Regions from separate parts of the Mus musculus genome. Here all the other regions are linked to region 6. A link is a contact called in public Hi-C, HiCAR-type, HiChIP or PLAC-seq and promoter capture Hi-C data. All regions are on one chromosome and are shown on one strand. The core of a region is the stretch at or near the end of the contact, and the rest is flanking DNA. Distances in the headings are between cores, read along the strand shown.

Evidence for each region. Promoter capture Hi-C pulls out the DNA fragments that hold promoters and counts their contacts. A called contact is a pair of places that touch in the nucleus more often than the background predicts. HiCAR-type assays count read pairs that join an accessible place to other places. HiChIP or PLAC-seq counts read pairs in DNA pulled down with a chosen protein or histone mark.
Region 1: a HiCAR-type map of astrocytes shows a contact between it and region 6, with 2.1 times the contacts expected there. The contact joins the enhancer-like site here to the promoter of Smim11 in region 6. A contact is called at or near these places in 7 of 39 promoter capture datasets (3T3-L1-derived adipocytes, the C10 cell line, embryonic stem cells and 3 more), 2 of 484 Hi-C or Micro-C datasets (liver and pre-B cells), 2 of 115 datasets of contacts at active chromatin or transcription factors (astrocytes and embryonic stem cells) and 3 of 9 other capture datasets (adipose tissue, embryonic stem cells and pancreatic islet).
Region 2: a contact with region 6 is called in a promoter capture Hi-C map of liver, with 2.6 times the contacts expected there. The contact joins the enhancer-like site here to the promoter of Smim11 in region 6. A contact is called at or near these places in 7 of 39 promoter capture datasets (the 3T3-L1 cell line, 3T3-L1-derived adipocytes, HPC-7-derived erythroid cells and 3 more), 1 of 115 datasets of contacts at active chromatin or transcription factors (bone marrow-derived macrophages) and 2 of 9 other capture datasets (liver and macrophages).
Region 3: a contact with region 6 is called in an H3K4me3 HiChIP or PLAC-seq map of bone marrow-derived macrophages, with 4 times the contacts expected there. The contact joins the enhancer-like site here to the promoter of Smim11 in region 6. A contact is called at or near these places in 12 of 39 promoter capture datasets (the C10 cell line, the HPC-7 cell line, HPC-7-derived erythroid cells and 8 more), 1 of 484 Hi-C or Micro-C datasets (CD8 T cells), 8 of 115 datasets of contacts at active chromatin or transcription factors (astrocytes, bone marrow-derived macrophages, cardiomyocytes and 5 more) and 5 of 9 other capture datasets (adipose tissue, embryonic stem cells, liver and 2 more).
Region 4: a Hi-C map of bone marrow-derived macrophages shows a contact between it and region 6, with 23 read pairs. The contact joins the enhancer-like site here to the promoter of Smim11 in region 6. A contact is called at or near these places in 12 of 39 promoter capture datasets (the C10 cell line, the HPC-7 cell line, cranial neural crest and 9 more), 2 of 484 Hi-C or Micro-C datasets (bone marrow-derived macrophages and visceral endoderm), 12 of 115 datasets of contacts at active chromatin or transcription factors (bone marrow-derived macrophages, cardiomyocytes, differentiating embryonic stem cells and 9 more) and 3 of 9 other capture datasets (adipose tissue, liver and pancreatic islet).
Region 5: a contact with region 6 is called in a promoter capture Hi-C map of 3T3-L1-derived adipocytes, with 2.4 times the contacts expected there. The contact joins the enhancer-like site here to the promoter of Smim11 in region 6. A contact is called at or near these places in 6 of 39 promoter capture datasets (the 3T3-L1 cell line, 3T3-L1-derived adipocytes, hippocampal neurons and 2 more), 2 of 115 datasets of contacts at active chromatin or transcription factors (astrocytes and stem cell-derived neural progenitor cells) and 2 of 9 other capture datasets (adipose tissue and embryonic stem cells).

Annotation. Positions count from the first base shown.
Region 1 is chr16:91,883,789-91,887,078 of GRCm38.p6, reverse strand. All of the region lies in intron 28 of Itsn1 (intersectin 1 (SH3 domain protein 1A)), which reads right to left. Among named protein-coding and RNA genes, the nearest start is that of Gm52262, 19 kb to the left of the region's middle. Within about 2 kb of position 1,293, at least 34 of the 459 cell types and tissues checked have an H3K27ac peak or open chromatin away from gene starts, as enhancers often do. A contact at or near this core is called in astrocytes and embryonic stem cells, where this site is marked.
Region 2 is chr16:91,793,240-91,796,566 of GRCm38.p6, reverse strand. Itsn1 (intersectin 1 (SH3 domain protein 1A)) reads right to left here. Exons shown (of 39, transcript NM_010587.2): 5 at 2,800-2,960. Among named protein-coding and RNA genes, the nearest start is that of Itsn1, 66 kb to the right of the region's middle. Within about 2 kb of position 1,321, at least 30 of the 459 cell types and tissues checked have an H3K27ac peak or open chromatin away from gene starts, as enhancers often do. A contact at or near this core is called in liver, where this site is marked.
Region 3 is chr16:92,017,494-92,020,967 of GRCm38.p6, reverse strand. No RefSeq gene overlaps it. Among named protein-coding and RNA genes, the nearest start is that of Gm36905, 22 kb to the right of the region's middle. Within about 2 kb of position 1,622, at least 169 of the 459 cell types and tissues checked have an H3K27ac peak or open chromatin away from gene starts, as enhancers often do. A contact at or near this core is called in CD8 T cells, the HPC-7 cell line, adipose tissue and 6 more, where this site is marked.
Region 4 is chr16:91,916,281-91,919,386 of GRCm38.p6, reverse strand. It overlaps Itsn1 (intersectin 1 (SH3 domain protein 1A)), which reads right to left. Exons shown (of 39, transcript NM_010587.2): 39 at 1-3,106. Among named protein-coding and RNA genes, the nearest start is that of Gm25245, 3.6 kb to the left of the region's middle. Within about 2 kb of position 1,391, at least 72 of the 459 cell types and tissues checked have an H3K27ac peak or open chromatin away from gene starts, as enhancers often do. A contact at or near this core is called in bone marrow-derived macrophages and liver, where this site is marked.
Region 5 is chr16:91,847,385-91,850,416 of GRCm38.p6, reverse strand. It overlaps Itsn1 (intersectin 1 (SH3 domain protein 1A)), which reads right to left. Exons shown (of 39, transcript NM_010587.2): 20 at 1,448-1,695. Among named protein-coding and RNA genes, the nearest start is that of Gm52262, 55 kb to the left of the region's middle. Within about 2 kb of position 1,341, at least 45 of the 459 cell types and tissues checked have an H3K27ac peak or open chromatin away from gene starts, as enhancers often do. A contact at or near this core is called in 3T3-L1-derived adipocytes, adipose tissue and liver, where this site is marked.
Region 6 is chr16:92,299,537-92,302,926 of GRCm38.p6, reverse strand. Smim11 (small integral membrane protein 11) reads right to left here and starts at 1,624. Exons shown (of 4, transcript NM_138743.2): 1 at 1,584-1,624.

The DNA of each region.
Region 1 (3,290 bases), core at 44-2,543, 420 kb after region 6:
GTCATAAATCCAAGTAGCAAACACATGCTCCATCAGAAGCACGGAAAGGGTTAAATGACCCGCTAACACCCACCAGAGCTCCCACGCCAGCCACTGTTTCGGGAGCTGACCGCTGCCTTGAGTGGTTCTCAAAATTTCCAGAATCATCTTCATGATACAGACAAGGAAACCAGGGCTCAGAGAGGCCAGCTCGCCCCTGGTCCTCCTGTCCACAGTGGTAAGGAACGGAGAGTCCAAGAGAGTCCAGAGGCCGTGCATGGTCTCTAGACCCTATGTCCACAGCAGGCTTCTTTCAGGTATGTGGTTATCCGGAGACCAGCTTTTAGAGTCTACAGTAACTGTGCCAAGGCTCTTGGTGGATATGAAGACCAGGCAGATGCGTGCAGACATGACCGGGAAGACTCTTCAGGCGAGGACGCTGTGGGGTACTCGTGGAAGCTGAGCAGTAGGCCTCAAGCAAATTGGAAAGCCCTGCCAGCCGCAGGCAGCTCCCACGAGGCCTTTGTAGAGGCCGAGGCTGCTGGAAGGGAAGGCCCTTAGCTGCCCTGAGCTAGGCTAGCTCTCTGTTCACTTAGCTTCTTATTTGGAGTTCTGTTCACACAGGACCTTTGTGACTTATCAGTGCAGACACCCTGCCGCAGATGCTCAGATTTTCAGTAACAGTCCATGAGTAGGGCTGGTCCCCCCCCCTTTTTTTTTTTTTACATAAAAGTGGTCCCCCCGGGGGCTGGTGAGATGGCTCAGCGGTTAAGAGTGCTGACTGCTCTTCCAAAGGTCCTGAGTTAAAATCCCAGCAACCACATGGTGGTTCACAACCATCTATAACAAAATCTGATGCTATCTTCTGGAGTGTCTGAAGACAGCCACAGTGTACTTACATATAATAAATAAATAAATATTTAAACAAATTTTAAATAATAAAAAAGTGGTCCCCCACATATACTTTTTTTTTTTTATTAGATGATCTTTATTTAATTACAGAACTTGAATTTGTAAAATACATATGCTGAGAGGTGGGGGTGTGCCTTCCTGCCACTTGTCACAAGGGGGCGCAATAGAACACTGTGACTTCTTCCTCCCGCCCTCCCCCCTCCCACTCATCCCCTCCCTCCCCCACCCCCCACCCCCGACCACATTCGCCCTTGCAGCACCTGCAAATGCTCTGGGTCTGTAAACAAATGACCAGAACTTCGCCAAGTAGCCTTTCTCTGGGAGAGGGAGGGGCCCAGGGCACTGCGATTTAACACACCCTCCACGCCCTCCAGTGAATCCTCAGTGAGAAAGCTCCTGGGGCCTACCAAGGGCTCCTCAGGGATTCCTCCCTCGCACACGGGGCTTGTCTGGGTTGAGGACTGAGAGAGTCTTACATACAGCTACCTAACGAGAATTATCCGTCAAGGGAATCGTGGTATCAGATCTTGGTGAACTGGTCTCAGCTTCCAGACTTCCTAGAGTTACAGTGGTAGGTTTTGCTCCCTCCCCTTTCTGCACCATTCGGTTTGTTTCTCATTGGGATGGAACAGCCCAGGGTAGCCAAGACGGTGCCAGGAAACCGGCGGGAATTAAGCTATCGTTATAGAAACGCTCTCCACGCCTTCCCATCCACCACTGAGCCTGACCTCAAAGCTGCAAGGTGAGTTAGACTCCATAGCCTGCACTTGTCTCTAAACTTGGGCTCAGTCACACAGATGGCTCAGCCTGCTATGGCGCCTTCTCAAACATCTGTCTTAGCAATGCCCCCCAGAAGGAAGCCAGATCCAAAAGTCCCCCAGCAGCCGGGTGAGCGCAGGGTTCTGGGATGCCGAGACTCCTCCCACTCACTCCACTTCTTTATCCTTTAACCTTTCTTTTTGAGAAAGTCACCTAGGAAACGCTTGAGCTGTGGAAGGCATATTCAGTCCCTGCCCTATTTTAATCCATTGTCCTAAGGGTGAATCCAAGAACCCGGGACTCGGGCCATTTCTTGTTCAATAGCTAAATGTGGCCCCAGCATTTGTGGCTGGGTCCCTCGTGGACACAGTCCCCGTGCTTCCAGTGTTCTCCTGCCCGCAGGGATAGGAGAACTCTTGCACAGTGCTCAGCACCAACATCAACAGTGGGCCAGCAAGTCTCACAAATGTCCCGTTACATCACGGTCCCCTTGGGGCAGCTGTTGGGCCCTGTGGGCTCTTGTACCCAGCTATAAAAAGCCCTATGCACTATACGAAATACCCACACACATTTTGCATACAATTTTTTGGCTTCAGAAGCCTGTTTGCAAGCTGAGAGTGGTGGCGCACACCTTTAATCCCAGCACTCGGGAGGCAGAGGCAGGCAGATTTCTGAGTTCGAGGCCAGCCTGGTCTACAGAGTGAGTTCCAGGGCAGCCAGGGCTACACAGAGAAACCCTGTCTCAAAAAAACAAACAAACAAACAAATGCCTGTGTGCTGCCTCATTTCTTCCTTTGGTGATTTTGTGATCTTCGCCATGGCTGTGCTGAGTCGTGCTGCACTGCAGGATGAAGGCAGGTGCCGGCCTTCCAGGGTCCATCTCAGACCTTGGAGATGCAAAGGTTTGACACTGGAAGTGGTGTCTCCTCTAGTGAAAGGTTCCCCTGCTGAACACACTGCTGCCTCCTAGGCTGAAGCTGAAGCTGACACTGCTATTTCTCTCCGCTCCCCAGGTAGTGCTGGCCCTTCAGGCTGAAGGTGGTGTTGCGCACCCTGCAGGTTGAAGGTGGTACTGCACCCCAAGCTGGAGGTGGTGCTGCACCCCACATGTGGGCTAAAGGTTCTACTGTTCCCACCCCAAGGCTGAAGATAGTACTCTGTCGTTCCCCCCCAGGCTGAAGGTGGTATTTGTATACACACACACACACACACACACACACATACACGGGTCACGGTGGTATTGTCCCCCCACAGGCTAAAGGTCATATTGCCCCTACAAGGCTGATGGTTGTACTGTTTGCCCAGGCTGAAGGTGACACTGCCCCTCTCCAAGTTAATGTCATCCTCATAGTACATCGGGAAGTTACTGCATCCCACCCGCAAGGCTGAGTGTATTCCTGTTCTAACAAGAAAGCAAAGGCTGGAATTGTCAGGTTGGCCCAGGAGTAATGGACTAAAATACACAGGACAGAGAGCCCTCACCACCTGCCAAGAGTCCCTGCTGAGAAATGCCAACTGCTTTCTACAACAAGGGAGTCATGACCAGAAGACACAAGGATGACTGAGAAACTGGAATGAGGTCCTGTTGGGAGAGATGCCTGCCTCTTTGGGATTCTGGAGGCTCCTCTGGGTACAAGTTC
Region 2 (3,327 bases), core at 72-2,571, 510 kb after region 6:
TGTGAACAGACACCGTGACCATGCCAACACTTATAAAGGAAAACACCCAACTAGGACTGGCTGAGAGGTTCAGAGATTTCATCCATTATCAACATAGTGAGAAGCGTGACAGACACTGTGCTAGAGAAGGAGCTGAGAGTTCTAAATCTTGATTGGAAGGCAGCAGGTGACTAAGTGTAGCTTGAGCATATAAGACCTTAATGCCTGCCTCATAATGACACACTTCTTCCAACAAGGCCACACCTCCTAATAGTGCTGCTCCCTATGCCCAAGCATGGAAGCCCACCTATCTATGGGGGCATTTCTATTGAAACCACCAGACCACAGCACACGGAGACTCAAATCTCGGAGTCCACGTGCCTTTACCACACTTCCTCCCTAACACAGTGTACACCTTCCTGACACCAAAACCAGCTGCACTTATTCAGACTGTGACGAGACTGTTGTAGTCCTCCCTAAGACAACGCATTCAAGGCTACTATGAGCTCGCTAACATCACCATCCATTACCCACTGCGCTGGGAGTGGTCCTACAAACAGCAGAAAACACTGGGTCTTCGAGTAATTTGACTCAGGGTAAGAATAAGGTGAGAAGTCGCAGGAAGGAGCCTACGGCAGAGTGGTGGCTGGTGTATGGCTCAGGCTGGCAGCCAGGGTTTCGAGGTAGCAGTGCAAGAGATACAGACACCTGTGAAACACTAAGCTGAGGGTCCAGAAGGGCCTCAAAAGAACAGCAATGTTGACGAAACTGAAAGTCACCGAGCAGAAAAAGAGAAAGCAAATTCATTGTCAAAGAAAGAACTGCACCCAGGGTTAGGGGAAAAGAAGAATCGGGACATCTCTATTAAAAAATGGATCCTTTTTCCACTTTGCAGTCCCCTTTTGGAGGAGTCCAAAAGAAAACCAAACATGCAGCCGGGCGTGGTGGCGCACACCTTTGATCCCAGCACTTGGGAGGCAGAGGCAGGCAGATTTCTGAGTTGGAGGCCAGCCTGGTCTACAGAGTGAGTTCCAGGACAGCCAGGGCTACACAGAGAAACCCTGTCTCCAAAAACAAACAAAAAAAAAAAAGAAAGGAAGAAAGAAAGAAAGAAAGAAAGAAAGAAAGAAAGAAAGGAAGGAAGGAAGGAAGGAAGGAAGGAAGGAAGAAAGAAAGAAAGAAAGAAAGAAAGAAAGAAAGAAAGAAAGAAAGAAAACAAACCAAACATGCTTTAACCCATAGTTCTTGAACAATTAGCTGCAAGTACGTTCCAGTATCCAGTGCAAAGTCCCCCTGCACAGGCTGGCCAGCTTCAGGCTAGGTCACCTGTGCCATTGCTACACTGTTTGCTTGTGCTCCTCCTAGACTTTGCTCATGCATAGCTTTGTGTGTCCTCTCATAGACCCTTGTCCTACTAACCTAACAATCTTCCCAAGTTCATGCCTTCCCCTTAGAAAACCAGCCTTGTGGCCAACGGTCCCTAAAAGAAAGGCATATAGTGCTATGACTTGAGTTTATAATGTTCCTCATAGGCACTTGGAAACTTGACTAGCACTACAATGAGGTTTGTGAACCTTCAGGTGCCACTGTGCAAGCTTCCAAAGAAGGAAAACAGCCAACGGTCCTGCTCAACTATAGCACTCACAAGCCACAACCGTGACAGGAACTGGCACAATAACCACTAAGGACACAGAAGTGGCACAGACATGGGTGGGAACCAACAGCTCTCTGGCTGGATTTAAGAGTCACGAAACTGGAGGAAAGTCATGGCTGGTACTGGAAACCTAGCCAACTACCCAAAGCTAGTAACGTCACGGATCTCGGAGGAGAAGCCATAACGGCCTCTTATTAAAATCTAAATTAAACAGTCTAAATGTTTGTCCTTAAACCCATAGGTAAGTGTAGTCCTCACCCTCATCAAGGCAACTTCTCTCTGCAACAGAGGAAGACGATTACACACTTCATGCAATCAAATGCAGAGTTGTGGAGTCTAGTCCTAAGACAGCCATCTCCTGTAGAGTTCTGTCCATTACGGGCAACTCCAGGACCGTTGTGGAGGGGGAGGCGGAAAGACTGTATGAGTCAGAGGGTCAGGGAGTTTCTGTGAGATTGTGCCTCCTGGAAATGTCAGAGCTACACCCATGCAGTCTCACCAACAGGACTGCCTAAACATGAGCCAAGCAAGGACAACAACAACAATGCAAACTGTAAGGGAGGACGGCGGAGCCCTCGATCCTAAATAACTATGGCAACTAAGGAATTCAGAAGTGGGAGAAATCAGCTTCCCCAGGGAAGAGTTATCTGGTAACCCAGTGGTTAGCCCTGAAAACATACATGTAAATAACATTATACAGATTGAGCAGGTTGTATTTACATACTTAGGAACACACATACATGCACTAACAATTAATGAAAAAAGAAGCCATGATTTTCAAAGAGAGCAAGGAGAGGTATATGAGAGAAGAAGGAGAAAAGGGAAGGGGGAAATGTTATAATCTCAAAAAAAAAAAAAAAAGGCTGAGTTATCACAATGCAAAGGAACTATTCATACACAATGAGAAACACAGACTCTGAGAACTGAAGCACTGTGAAGTCAGGAGACAGAGCTGCAGCAGCCGAGTGCGAGCGTGTCCTTGAACACGGATGGAATGCTCTCCTTCCACCCGCTGACCTTTTCCCTTGGCTTCATGGGAGACAGCGCTATCTTTCTGAAGGCTGCCAATATTTAGCAACACTAGCCGAAAACGTCACTATTTCTGAGGAAAGAAAAGGGAAAATACCTAGTTTTAAAACAACAAAATATAGGAACCAAGCACTTACCAAATGCTGGTGCACTGGAAATAGCCACTGGTTGCTGTTTCATGACAGGGGGAAGTGTGGAGGGGAGCTGATATCCTTGTAGCTTCAGTTTGATAAGCTTCATGGCTATGGAAAATTCCACTTGATCCATCCTTCCATCGTTATTCATGTCCGCTAGCGCCCTGCAAACAACCCAGCAGCACAAACAGACTCAAGACAACTGAAACCACAGAAGAACCCGCAGCACCACTTCCTCAGCACTAAGCAAATCGCTGGCTCCTTTCCCGCTGTGGAGAACGAAGCAAAGTGAAGCATCTTTACCGGCATCTTTACAGGGGAGAGTAAAGTCCAGCACGGTTTATGTGACTACATGGTATCTTGCATCTGTTACTCTTTACCCATGGAGACACTGAGAAACTTTCAGTCGAATTTGAAGAGTCCTTACTTTTGAAGAGATTTTATTTTAAATTAAAAAAAAGTTCTAAAATTGGATAGGAATGGTGGTGACTCAATTCCATGACAGTTCTACAAACCGTCGAGTTACACGTG
Region 3 (3,474 bases), core at 373-2,872, 280 kb after region 6:
CAATCACTATGGAGGACCGTCCACTCACCTGGACATGAACAGAACTTCCCCGTTTGTGAAGAAACCAGGTCTCACCTTCCCTTCCATAGCTGGTTATTTGAACGTCCTTTTGACCCTCAGGATAAAAATTTGCAGCGCCGGGCGTGGTGGCGCACGCCTTTGATCCAAGCACTCGGGAGGCAGAGGCAGGCAGATTTCTGTGTTCGAGGCCAGCCTGGTCTACAAAGTGAGTTCCAGGACAGCCAGGGCTACACAGAGAAACCCTGTCTCGAAAAACCAAAAACCAAAAACAAAAACAAAATCAGATTTGCCAACATAGCCTTCACGATGCATGCAGCTTACCTCCCTCCATCTCTCCACGTTCCACCCACGTGTTACCACCCACGCCAAAGCTGCCCACTCACAACTTGAGGGGGGCCGCGGGGAAGCGGGGGGGACGACGACGACGACGACGACACTTGGTCTGCCATTAAATATGCCCTGCTCCTTAGTAGTGCTTACTATATGTTTGTTGAGCAAACACATCAATTGGCAACTTAGGTCATTTGTCATATAAAACTGAATGGTACCTATAGTGATGGACTTCACGTTCTCCACCACTGTCCTGTTTGAGAAAGGCAAGATCCCTGAGGCCTTCAATCAGGTTTGTCACTGACAGACTTTCAACCCCGGTCCTCACATCTCCACAAGCAGTAAGCTTTCCAGAGAGCTCTCCTGCCTTCCTTCACCAATGTGTAAGCTACTGCTATTCTGGCTGAAGTGTGTGTGTTCAGTTTTCACTGCTCTACCCTGGGTCCCATGGATTCATCACCGCAGAAAGTGGTTACCAATTGCTAACGCTGACTCAAACACACACGCACACACACACACACACACACACACACACACACACACACACACGTGAGATATTTTAGAACCTCTGATGTAGCCGCTTCAGTTTGCTCATGTTCTAAAGCTATTTTTCAGGACATTTAATGCTCTCCTCCAAGTAGGCATTTAGCTGATCCACTCAGAGGACCACAGAGCTGAGATCAATTGAATGACTTTCTTCTCTGAGCTGTAGTTGCCTCCTCAATATGTTAATTTTACCCTGTGGGGTTCCTAAAAGAAGATGGCAGGAACTAGTTAGCAATAATTGAAATCTCCATCCACTGGTCGACCCACACTTGATAATTTGTCAGTCAGTTGAAACAAAAGGAGCCAAGTATGAGAAAACTGAGGAACAAACGCTGCCTTGTGTGGTGCGGGGCTGGGCCACGGGGTGTACCGATGACCCCACCAGAGTCTCCCTTGCTTCGAGCTTTGATGGCTTGAGCCCCCGCTGTGCTCACTCGGTGAGGTGACGATGCTGGGCTGGCGGCGGAACTTGGTAGTTTTCCACTTTGGGCTCTCAGGGCTCTTATCCTCTTTGGCTCTTTGTCACTGGGCGCCATAAAAAAAAAAAAACAAAAAAAAAAAAAACAAAAAAAAAAAAACCGCCCACTGCAGGGAACTAAACGCTGCTCCTGCCACCCACCAACCATCGGCATGTGAGGAGGATTTGCGAGTTCACATACTCGGTCCCTTTGTTTTCTCGAGTTTCTGTCTCCATAAGCACCTCCGAGCAAGCAAGCAAGCAAGCGGAACTGCTGCTCTGTGGCTTTTGTGTTGGTGGCTTCCTTCCGACCTCCACCCCGGGTCCTCAGGCAGCAGAGTTAACTATTTGGATGAAGAGCAGTTTGTGGAATGGATGCAAAGACAGCAAAAGTCAGCCTGGATGCTTTGCAAGGAGACAGGGCTTTGCGTCCCTCAGACTGAATAGAAGAGACAAGGGATAAACATTTTTGTCTTTCTAGGGGGAAGAAGCTTTCTCAGGGAGTTAGAAACTCCTGCAGCTCACCCTGCTCCTCATGATACCTGCATCCTGCATCCTGCTCCCATTTTACAGGGCCCCTAGAAACTTCCATTTCCCTCCATTCTTCCGATTCAAAGAACACAAATGCTTGGGCGCCTTTAGGAGGTGGGTTCTTTAACCACCACAGTTCCTTGCAATGCAGAAGAGAGAAAAGAAAATTCTCTGCAGTAGTTTTTCCTTTCTGTTTGAGAACTATGGAAAATTTTTACTTAGAAATAAAAGCTAGACAATTTTCTTAAGATGAAAGACAACAAGACACCCTTAGAAACAAACTTCAGAAGGGGAAAAATGGTACACTACTACACCTTTTTAGAAATGTCTCTGGGGGACAGTTGAGGCAGGGTCTCTTTACATAGCCCTGGCTACCCTGGAAGTCACTCTATAAAACAAGCTGGTCACAAACTCACAGCCAGCTGCCTACTTTTGTCTCCCAAGTACTGGGATTAAAGGTATGTGCCACCATAGCATCTAATATAATAAAAGCAAAGGGTTTTAGTTATATGTATATCCCTCTGTACTGGCTAGTTTTGTGTCAACTTGACACAGCTGGAGTTATCACAGAGAAAGGCGCTTCAGTTGAGGAAATGCCTCCATGAGATCCAGCTGTAAGGCATTTTCTCAATTAGTGATCAAGGGGGAAAGGCCCCTTGTGGGTGGGACCATCTCTGTGCTGGTAGTCTTGAGTTCTATAAGAGAGCAGGATGAGCAAGCCAGGGGAAGCAAGCCAGTAAAGAACATCCCTCCATGGCCTCTGCATCAGCTCCTGCTTCCTGACCTGCTTGAGTTCCAGTCCTGACTTCCTTTGGTGATGAACAGTAGTATGGAAGTGTAAGCCCAATAAACCCTTTCCTCCCCAGCTTGCTTTTTGGTCATGATGTTTGTTAGAAACCCTAAGACACCCCTAGAAAAGTATCCCCTTGGCCTCAGTGTCACAAGAAAAAAAAATTAGTCAAACAAATGTAAGCAAAGAATTCCAGGAACTAACTTGCTTCCTGGAGGCTAACCCAGAGGTCTGTGCTGAACCATCCTTCCCGGTGATCGTGGACCCAAGTGCAGAGAACTCTGTCTTTCCTCACTAGTGGGGAGCAAGGGTGTGGCCAGAACATGCCTTGGAGTTAGTGCTTGACTCAAATAGGAAGAGGAGGCCTTTCCTAGTTCCTTGTGACGCTTTCTGCTTCTCTCTTGTGAGTTTATCTGCCAAGTGAGACTATATGAAGCCAGCGCCCCAAGTCTGGGAAATCCAACCAACCATTGCTTGAAAGCTTTTTGGCTTTGTTTGTGAAGTTGCATCAGTGATGGAGCTGGAGAGGTGGCTCAGTCAGTAAAAAGCATGGAGTGCTCTTGCAGAGGGCCAGAGTTTGGTTCCCAGCACCCACACCGGGTGGCTCACAACTTCATGTAACTCTAGCTCCAAGGGATCTGATGCCCTCCTCTGGCACCTGCACTTTACACACACACACACACACACACACACACACACACTGAATCTTTTTAAAAAATCAACTTGAGCTGCATCTGATACTGAGGAGCTTGCTGTGCAAGCCTGAGAACTCGAGTTCAAATCCCCAGATCCCACAGAA
Region 4 (3,106 bases), core at 142-2,641, 380 kb after region 6:
AGAATGCAGAGGTTACACACACAGCAGAGCCTTTCTTCTTTGCGAACACCCAAAGACACATGGAGGATCTATCCCGTGAGAGCCCTGCCTCCCAGGAGTAAACTCTCAGACACTTGGCCTCTAGGGCAGAGAGGCATCTGGCTCCGCCCACTCTCTCTCCAGAAAGCAGTATCTAAAGGAACAAAGGACCTCTCGATGTCAGACAGGGACCCTGTGCTCTTCTAGGCTCTTCTCCATTAAAGTAGTTTAGAATCTCCTCTGTGACACCAGAAACCGGGAGACCAACCCTTGAATAGGGAAAGGTTTCATTTCAAAGCAGAAAATTCAACTTTGAAGACTCAAAGGCCCCACTTGATATCCAGAGACACACCCTGGACGGAGACTTGAGAAACCATCAACCTATGTTGACCATTCCCCGTCCATCCAGGGCGCTTCCAGGTGTTAGCCGGGGGTTCGGGCGCTGTAATTATTCTGCACTGTTTGTACTTTTAAGAGATAAAAGAGTAGAGTTTTGAAAAGCACCTCACTTTCTAAGAATGCACGAGGCCCTGGCTTTGATAATTAGCACTGCAAGGAAAGGAAAAGAAAACAAGGGAGGGAGGGGGGAGAGAGGGAGAAGGGACGATGTGTTTCCATCTCAGCTCCGCGCAGCCTGCCAGGGAGACCTTTCCAAAGAAGAAAGACATAACAAGGCCCTCCCTGCTCCATTCACAGTGTAGTCAAGGCCAGCCCCAGGGTGTTGGAGCCCCTCCAAACAGCAGGGCCCAAACTCAGCTCAGTTCTCTGCTGCCCCTGCTGAAATCCCTAATCATTTGGAGCAAGGAGGAGGCCATTTTTATTTTTGCACTTGGTCCACACATTACCAGCTGGTCCTGAATGCAGCTTGGGGAAGGGTAGAGCAAAACATCTCCTGTCTCCTTCAGTGGGACACACAGCCATCCCCCAATGCTTGGTACACACATACACACTCACTCACAGACACACTCCGGGCATCCAAGGGCTGCATCAAACCATTTGCCACTTAAAACGTCCAAAGTCGAAGTCTTCAGGTAGACACCCTGCTATCCTACCAAGTAGGGCTACCCTGTCTCGCAGGGACAGAGGCCTACTTCAGGAAGCCAGTCCTTTTCTGTGGAGAACTGAATTGCAACATTCCCCTCTGAAGGCACAGAAAAGGCAGGGAAGCTGAGGAGGGTCTCTGTCCACCCCAGCAGGCAGGAACGCCATTTCAGTAGGTGCCCAGCGCTGGGTTCACTCACACCTTCCTTCTTTGCTCACGGCTCAGCTGGGAGAGTCGGGGAGCACTACAGTCGGGTTCTAGCCCTGACCCTACCCCCACCCCTCTCACTAGCAAGTTCCACAAGAGCAATGCTGCTGGGATGCAGCAGGGGGCGCCAGCACCTTGACCCTGCCAATAGAACCATCTAGGTAGGAAGAGCCCCACAGTGCGGAAATGGCCACACAAGCCACCACGCTGCCTTTGGCTCCTATTTGTCTAAGGTCCCCACTCTTGTTTTCACCGAGAACAGGAGATAAGACAAGAAAGACAAAAGAGTATAGCCGGGGAGGCAGAAAACCACAGGCGCAGCTCTCGCACAGGATACGGGTACGATGGTTCTAAAAGAAGAAGGGAGGAATTTCCACAGCGTAAAAAGGAGCCTTGGTCACTGGCCAGCTCCCCAGAAATCCCGGAGGGACGCTGGGCAATCTGAAGGCTGACGGAATAAGCCCGCTTCTGAATGAAACTCTCCTCGGTGGACTTCGAACACTAAAATACTCATCACTGTAATAACAGCGAGACTCTAGGCTGCTCCAGAAAACAGAACAGATCCGATTAAAATATAGCATAGGACCTGACACAGCGTAGGGGCAATTCACCCTGAAATAGGACAGCCACACACAGTGCTAGGAGAATTATTTGCCAAAATATAAACTATTAGCTCCTTTTACTAAAGGAACTAGTTAGGTCTGAGTAGAACTGAGTTAGTTGTTTGGTGGAGATAAACACTAATGTTTCCGTACTGAGTTTTCTGTACCTTATCCTTCAAGACATCCCCAGTCCCAACCCCTGTGAGCCACGGCACCAAGAAACAAGTCCAACAATCCCCCTGTCTCCACATCCCCAGCTCTGGTACTACAGCTACGCATGCTGAATCTGGTTTCTTTACGAAAGGGCTGGGGATCAAACTCAGGGCCTCAGGTTTGCCGGGCTAGCACTTTGTCAGCGATCTACCCAGCCACTGAGCAGGAATTTTATGTTATTAAAGTGACTTAAAATTAGATCTACAAGTTGGCTTAAAAGCCACAAAGGAGGTCCCTTCTCTGCCTCCCAGCCCCCAACAGGCGGCCTGGACAGGATAGAGCCCCCCTGAAGGAACAGCATCCTGTCAGCATTGCTCACTGTGTTGCTGTTCCTGACTGCAGTCTGCCCAGGGTGCTGACATAGGAGTTTCAATGCTCTCAACTTAGAGAGCCTGAGATCCTGGCCATCTTTCTCACGGGTTGTATTTTCCTGTGCTTCTCAAGGACAGAACCTTTCCTGGCGCTTACAGACACGAAGTCATTATACACATTAGTGGATCCTTGGGACCACAGGGACCTCGTGCAATGTCCTGTGAGGAAACGGTCTCCGGGACTTTCTCTTCCTCTAGCTCAGCTACTTTCTAGGTATCAGGAAACAGGGAACTGGAAAGAGGAGTCCCTGTGGCAACCAGCCAGTTATTTATTGCAAGTCCAAACTAACAAGAAGTCTTCATTATTTCCTTGAATAGCCCTTCAAAGGACAATGTTCATTAATAGGAGTCATTCAAAAGAGAATGCTATGCCCAAGGGCCTCTGGGAATTTGCCACTCAGAAAGCCGTGATGGTGGGGGCTGGAGAGATGGCTCAGTGGTTAAGAGCACTGACTGCTCTTCTGAAGATCCTGAGTTCAAATCCCAGCAACCACATGGTGGCTCACAACCATCCGTAATGAGATTTGACACCCTCTTCTGGTGTGTCTGTTTTTTAAGTATAATAAATAAATCTTTAAAAAAGAAATAAAAAAGAAAGGAAGCCGTGATGGTTCTAGGGGCTGCTACACTAGAGGTCTAAGTCTCCATGACAA
Region 5 (3,032 bases), core at 92-2,591, 450 kb after region 6:
AGGCAGGCTGTCTCTGAAGCAGGCTCCCTCCACAGGGAGGAGTCTTGGGCACCTTCAACCTCAGTCTCAAAGTGCACTGAGAGACCTTGTGATTCCTTGAGCTCTCCCTTTCCACCACGTCTTCCTTCCTTGGTCATTACTCTACCCCCTCTGTTTGTTCCATCTGATCTTTCTCAGAAAACATGACTGGGCTCCTTGACTTCCATGTTTGTTTCTGAAAGATTATTTATTCAACTTGGAAAAAAAAAAAAAAAGAAAACCCTTCCCACTCATACACTCACTGCCCACAGATCAACATCTATTTGGACAGCTGCACGTGCAGGTCCTGGACCTACAAATGGAAGTCTAGGCGGTGGTAAGACACCAAAGCTTTTAAGTTCAGACTCCATTTTAGAGAACTTGACCTAAGTTTGAACTCGGATAAACTAACCTAGCATTAGTTTCCAAGTTACCCCCCCAACAAAATCTGAGCTCCAGTTTCTAGACTCACCCCAATAAGACCTGTGTCTCTAGGTTAATGTCCCCCATCAAATCCAGGTTATTTCCTCAACAAATCTGCACCCTTAGGCTGCAAGCCTGCCTCTGCCTCACAACCACCAATGCAGTGGGAGGCAGAAGTTAAGTTTATGGTTTGACTCCCAGCACCAGCCAAGAATGCTAAAGTATACCTCTCACCTGGGTGCTTGCCAGGCTAGAAACACACACACACACACACACACACACACACACACACACACACACACACACCTTCCCGCCGCTGGCTGCTTTCTATAAAACCTTGCCCCACAGATGGTCTAGGTTCCCCTCCACCAAAGCCGCCCTGCTTGTCAGCAGTGAGCTGAGCCTGAGCTGGAATAAGGTCCAGGTGTGACTGCATCACACTGACTTCTGACTGCTCTTCTGGAGTTTACTAACACTTCCTTGCCACTACAGTGGCTTCACCCATCAATTGCTTACATGCTGTTTGGCGAATGCCATTTCCTGATGACCAAGGACAGAGACCCTCAGAGTGGGCAAGTGGGAGGTACACTTCTCTACACAACACACTTGCTCAGCAGAAACTTTCTGTAGAAACAGCTTTCTGTCTTATTCCGAAACACATGACCGGTTGCAATTTTAGTTCCTGGCTAACAAAATAGCATCATTTCCTAGCCTGCAGGAAATTACTGAATTTTTTGCTGACGGACATGATTGTCAACACGAATTATTAGGAAGTTGTATTTCTCCATTTCTTCCCCCAAATGAAAAATACAGATAATGATGGAACAACTGTAGCTGGCTTCACTTTGCACCCTGGTAAATCTCTGTTTGGCAATGGTATTACTAAATCTAGTTGAGAAGCCAATAACCCTGTTGTCAGTAGGCCAGCTAGAGGAAGGGCCATGAACACACACCCTTTCAAAGAGGAACAACTCAAGACTGCCAAAGACAGCATATTAACACATACGTGGAACTGAAGTCTGCCCAGTTGTTGGGGGTTGTGGAGGGCTCAGAAGAGGTCACTGGCAAAGGAGCAGGGGTCTCACGCAGAGCCAGTTTGGGGGCAGGGGCAGATGTCAGATCGGTCACTGGTTTGGCTGGAGTGGGAACCTCATTTTCTGGAATCTTTTCTGCATAGTTTGCAGGGAACCATCCCGTCTTCCCTTTCAGCTCTCCTCCAAGCCATCCTGGCTCTCCAGTCTGGCTTTCATCCACCTGTGGGAAGTCACAATGTTTCATTTAAATGGAAACAACCAACTGCTGAACACACCAGTCACCCACGACAAAGCCACAGCCTCTGCCCCTGACTGACACATGGCACAGACAGTTCCCGTCTTAGTCTCAGTGCCCATGAAGTGGCAAGCTCCGTAAGCACGCGCGTTCCTACTGACTTTTCTCTCCTGAGCTCCTAATGGGATGAGCTGAAGCACCTCAGCTCAGGTCCTCAGGCATCTACCTCACAGCGTCCACCTGACAGGTCTCATTACTCAGGAAGTCATGCAATTCGTAAAGATAATTTGACTTGGTTTTTATTATTCCAAGCAAGGAGAGCAACCAACCAAAAGCATTCTAAAACCTTCACTATCTAAGCATTTATTCAATATAGAGACAAGGAGGATAAAACCAAAACAGCAGCCACTTAAGAGCTCCACAGATACAAGATGAGGAGATGAACACACAGCATATTCAGAGCTATCACTACTTTAATTCAGTCTCTCAGAGGCTATAATTTTAAAGTCCACAACATTCCACAAGAATAGAGCCTTCTGTTGAAAATGTTCCAAGGGGCCATCTGCTTTGCCGAGTGCAGCCAGTGCTTGTGTCCGTCCTTAGTTCTGCCCCAAAGGATGCATCCAAATGGGCCTCCATATCCTACTGATCCTACAGTTACCTCCCTGGCTTAGGAGCACCTGGAGGTGGCTCTGGAGGACAGAGCTCGCTCAGTCAGAAAGCTGGCTCCAATACTAGAGTCCAGTGAGTCCTATTCTTACGTCTATACATGTGACCTGTAGCTGAGGCCACTGACTTTTCAAACAACCACAGGAACAGGGCAGGTCTAAACATCTGAAGGGCAGCAGGTGCTCCTAACTGCTGGGCCATCTCTCTAAAAGTAACTTAAGGCTGAGGACAGGAAAGGCGGGCCCTCGGGTCATGTGCGGTCAAGGGCGCTGGCTTTGCTTTACAATTTGGTCACTGTTACTGACACTGATACTGGTGCAAGCACGCTTCCCAGTCAACTCCCTCCACTGTCTGCTTCTTCCCTTCGCCAGGCAGTGCCAGCTATTTATAAACTGCTGTGTTCTTCTGCTTGGATTCACTTTGGTGCTGCTCTGAACTCCTGGTTCATGCTTTCTGATGGCGTCATACCACACGCAACTGCTGGGCACTGGAAATGGCGGCTGCTATCCTCCTAAGCACTGAGTAGGTTGGTGGCCAGGCTCGCGACCTCCACCTTAGGACTAAAGTCAGGTGGGAGAGAGTCAGGAGTGTCTCTCAAACAACAAAGCACTGCTGAGTCTGATGAAAAACGGGGCTATGCGTGTAGAGTGCCT
Region 6 (3,390 bases), core at 375-2,874:
AAGAAGAAGGAGGACAGGACTCTACTCCAGGTGGCAGTAAGGGCTGAGCATGTGACCTGGGAAAGCCATGTGGCTCCTGAGCCAAAGCGCTCTTGGGATATCAGCGTCCAAGGAGTAAGTCTCCCACTCTGGAATTCACAACTCTCTGCTCTGTCTAATGTCACAGGACATGATGCCAAAAAGACTAGCAATCTGAGTGTTAAGAGGTAAGATCTCTGAGAAGGAAGCAGGGGGCTGTGGGCGTGGCTGAGCCAGAGTGCTAACGCAAAGCTCTCGGTTCAGCCCAAGTAACTCACAACCCAACCTTGGTGGTACAAGCCTGTAACCCTAGCACTTGGGAGGTGGAGGTCAAGGGATGGGAGTTCAAGGTCATCTAAGGCTACAGAGAAAGACTGAGCTGGAGGCCAATCTCAGATGCACAGAATCCTGCCAAGGAAGGAGAAAGAGAAGAAAAAGAGAAGAGGAAGAGAAGGAGGAAAAAGTAAAAGCAAAGGGGAATCTGTACTGCTATGGAGTGGGTGGGGTGGGTAGAGGAGAGCGAAGGGCCCAGAGCAGCCAGGTTCATTTTCACCCACTACTTTAAATTTCAAGGCAGCTTGCAAGCTTTCTGCAAATGGGGATAACCAAGAAAGCTAAACATAGCAGTGAGCTGTCTGCTCTGATATCACGGACTCCTGGTGCCATTCAGAAGCAAGCAGCAGCTGGCAGCAGAGGGTGAGCCAAAGCCACTGGGGTAAGGACAGCTGGAGGCCATTAAAATATATGAAATGCAGGGAGCTGTCCAGGCTTAACCCTTAACGACAGAAAATAAAACTGTTTGTAGTTTTGATCTTTATTGCAAAGTATCCTGCCAGGTTTTATTCTAGAAACAAAGAAGACATTCACTCACTTTGATTATACCAATTTAAACGACGTGGACAATAGTCTGCTCACAAGCTCCGTGTGCTCCTTGGCGAGGCTAACAGAGTCGAGGGTGCACCTATCTCAGCATATAATGCACTCACCTATCCTAGCAGCTTGTGTCAACTGTCTGAAGCCGTTTTCACTCCCAGTCTCTACCCCTTTCACTCCAATTCCTCAGCCAACCATTTAAAGTATCGGTAGGTTCAAATCGCCATGACCCCTGGACCTCACTTAGCCCACTCAGCACAGGCCTTGGTTTTCAAGAAACCCAGAAGCACCTTATCCGGGTGGGTGGCCAGATTCCAAATTTCAAGGCTTTGGGGAGCCTGTGAGTTATGGTGCACTTCCCTACTAGATGAAACGACACGCCTTGTTTAAGCAACTTTGGCGCCTTTGCGATCTGGGGCACCACAGGATCAAACGGGGATTTGCTATCCCTGGATACTTGGGAGTGCCCAGTCCCAGGTTCTCGCCCCCAGGCATTGCCTCCACGGGGGTGGGGGGTGGGTAGAAGGCCAGGAGTTATCATCGCTCCCTTCCTGCGTCACCAAAACAAGGCGACAAGACTATTAGAGTTCCCAAGGGCTATGTAGCCGTAGGCAGCAAGTGTCATCATGGGAGAAACAAGAACGCGGGATGACCAAGGGATTCCCCAGAGCCCCAAAGACTCACACACTTACACTCAGGGCGGCGGGGCCTCCTCGCTTGCTGCTCACAAACCACGACTCCCACAATCCCGTCGTGAAAACTACAAGTCCCGAAATGCACCGCTCGGAACGGAAGCGCCATCTTGAAAGGCACCACTTGATACGCAGGCGCAGTGGCTTTAGGGCGCCCGCAGATTCGCTAGTATTAAGGAGCGTGTTTCTCCAAGCGCAGGCGCTATGGGCTTCAGGCCAGTTGCGCAGGAATCTGAGGCTACTGCAGAAATCCAAGTAGGAACCCTGAGGGTGGTCCGCAGGGGTTAGGGTTCGGCCTAGGACCCTTTGTTCATGTCCACTGGTCATTGACTCCTGTTCTATACAGCTGAAGACAATAGGTCCCAGGTTTTTTGTTTTGTTTTCCAGGCTTAGCATTCCTCCAAGGGGACAGACAAGAAGAATGCATCCCGGTTGAGATAACCGATAGATACCCAGATTTTAGGTTCCCAGTTTCATTTCTAGCCAGTGAATCCCCAAAGTGCCGGGTGGGGAGACGCAGACAGCAGCCCTGTCCAAGGCTCTGGAGAGGCAAAGTTCTCACCGAGACCTCCACCTCATCTCCCTCTTCTGTGGAGGGGGGAGCGGATGCCCGGTGCTGACACTAATTGCGGGGTGAATTCTTGGACCCAAGAAAGTTAGCTTCAGATCTCATCATGCCTCTTTGTGGAGATGAAGTTGAAAATGTTAGCGTGCAGAGGGTTTCACAGACCTGGTTGTGCTAACAAGAGAATATCACGTTGAGACTGTCGTTTAATTTAACTCTACAAGGCCTATAAAAGGACACACTATAATTGTAATATTTCACAAATGATGAAACGGAAACACAAAGGATTTTTTTTTCTTTCCCGAGGCTGAGGCCAGCTCGTGCCAGACCTGGGGCTCGCCATAAGTTGCGAGACTGGGATCAGCCCCTATCACCTGTTCCTTTTGCAATAGCTTTGAATCTGCACTGAAGTACTACTCAGATGTGTAGAACTAGCAGACTAAGCAGAAAGACTCTAAAGGGAACATGGATAGAAAAACAACAGCAACCCAGCTGTTTGACTTGGCATTTTCATTTAGAAAGCTTTGGTTGAAGTTGATACTGGAGGGAGAAGCTGGGGTAAATGGATCAACAACTGGATGCCCATCCAACTTGTTAGTTATCTCCTGTTAACACAACAAAATGCTTGACAGAAGCAGCTTAGGTTATCTAGACTAGGTGAGTAGAGTCCACAGCTGGGAGGAGAGTGATGGAGGCTTGACCTCTCTTGGTCTTCTCCTTCAGGTTCCATCCAGGATCCCAGCCCAGGGAATGGTGGCACCCATTTAGAATGTTTTCCCACCTCATGTAACCCAATCTATATAATTCCCACAGGCATTCCCAGAGGTGTGGCTGTTACCCTAGTCTAGATCCTGTGATGTTGCCCATATTAACTACCACATAAAGATGTAGCATTTCTCCTGTTCCCCCTAAGTAAAATTGACTGATTGATGTCCATGTTATAACTATATTTTCCAGTGAGGATGATAAAGTATGTTTAATGAAAGCCTGGATTTAACCACCTGTACGTTTTCCTGGAGAAACAGATAAGCCAAGGGGAAAATTACAAACTCTGGGAAAGGGTGTGTGTTTTGTGTTGTGTTGTGTGACGTGCAAGGGGCATGCCCAGCAGAGTCTTAATGTTTGTATTTCAAAGAGATATTTCTACATGCTAGAAGAATTATTCTTGCTGAGTCTCTGTGTTTGCATTTCTAAGAGACATTTCTTTAGATGGAAGAAGAATTATTCCTCAAAGAGAAAGAG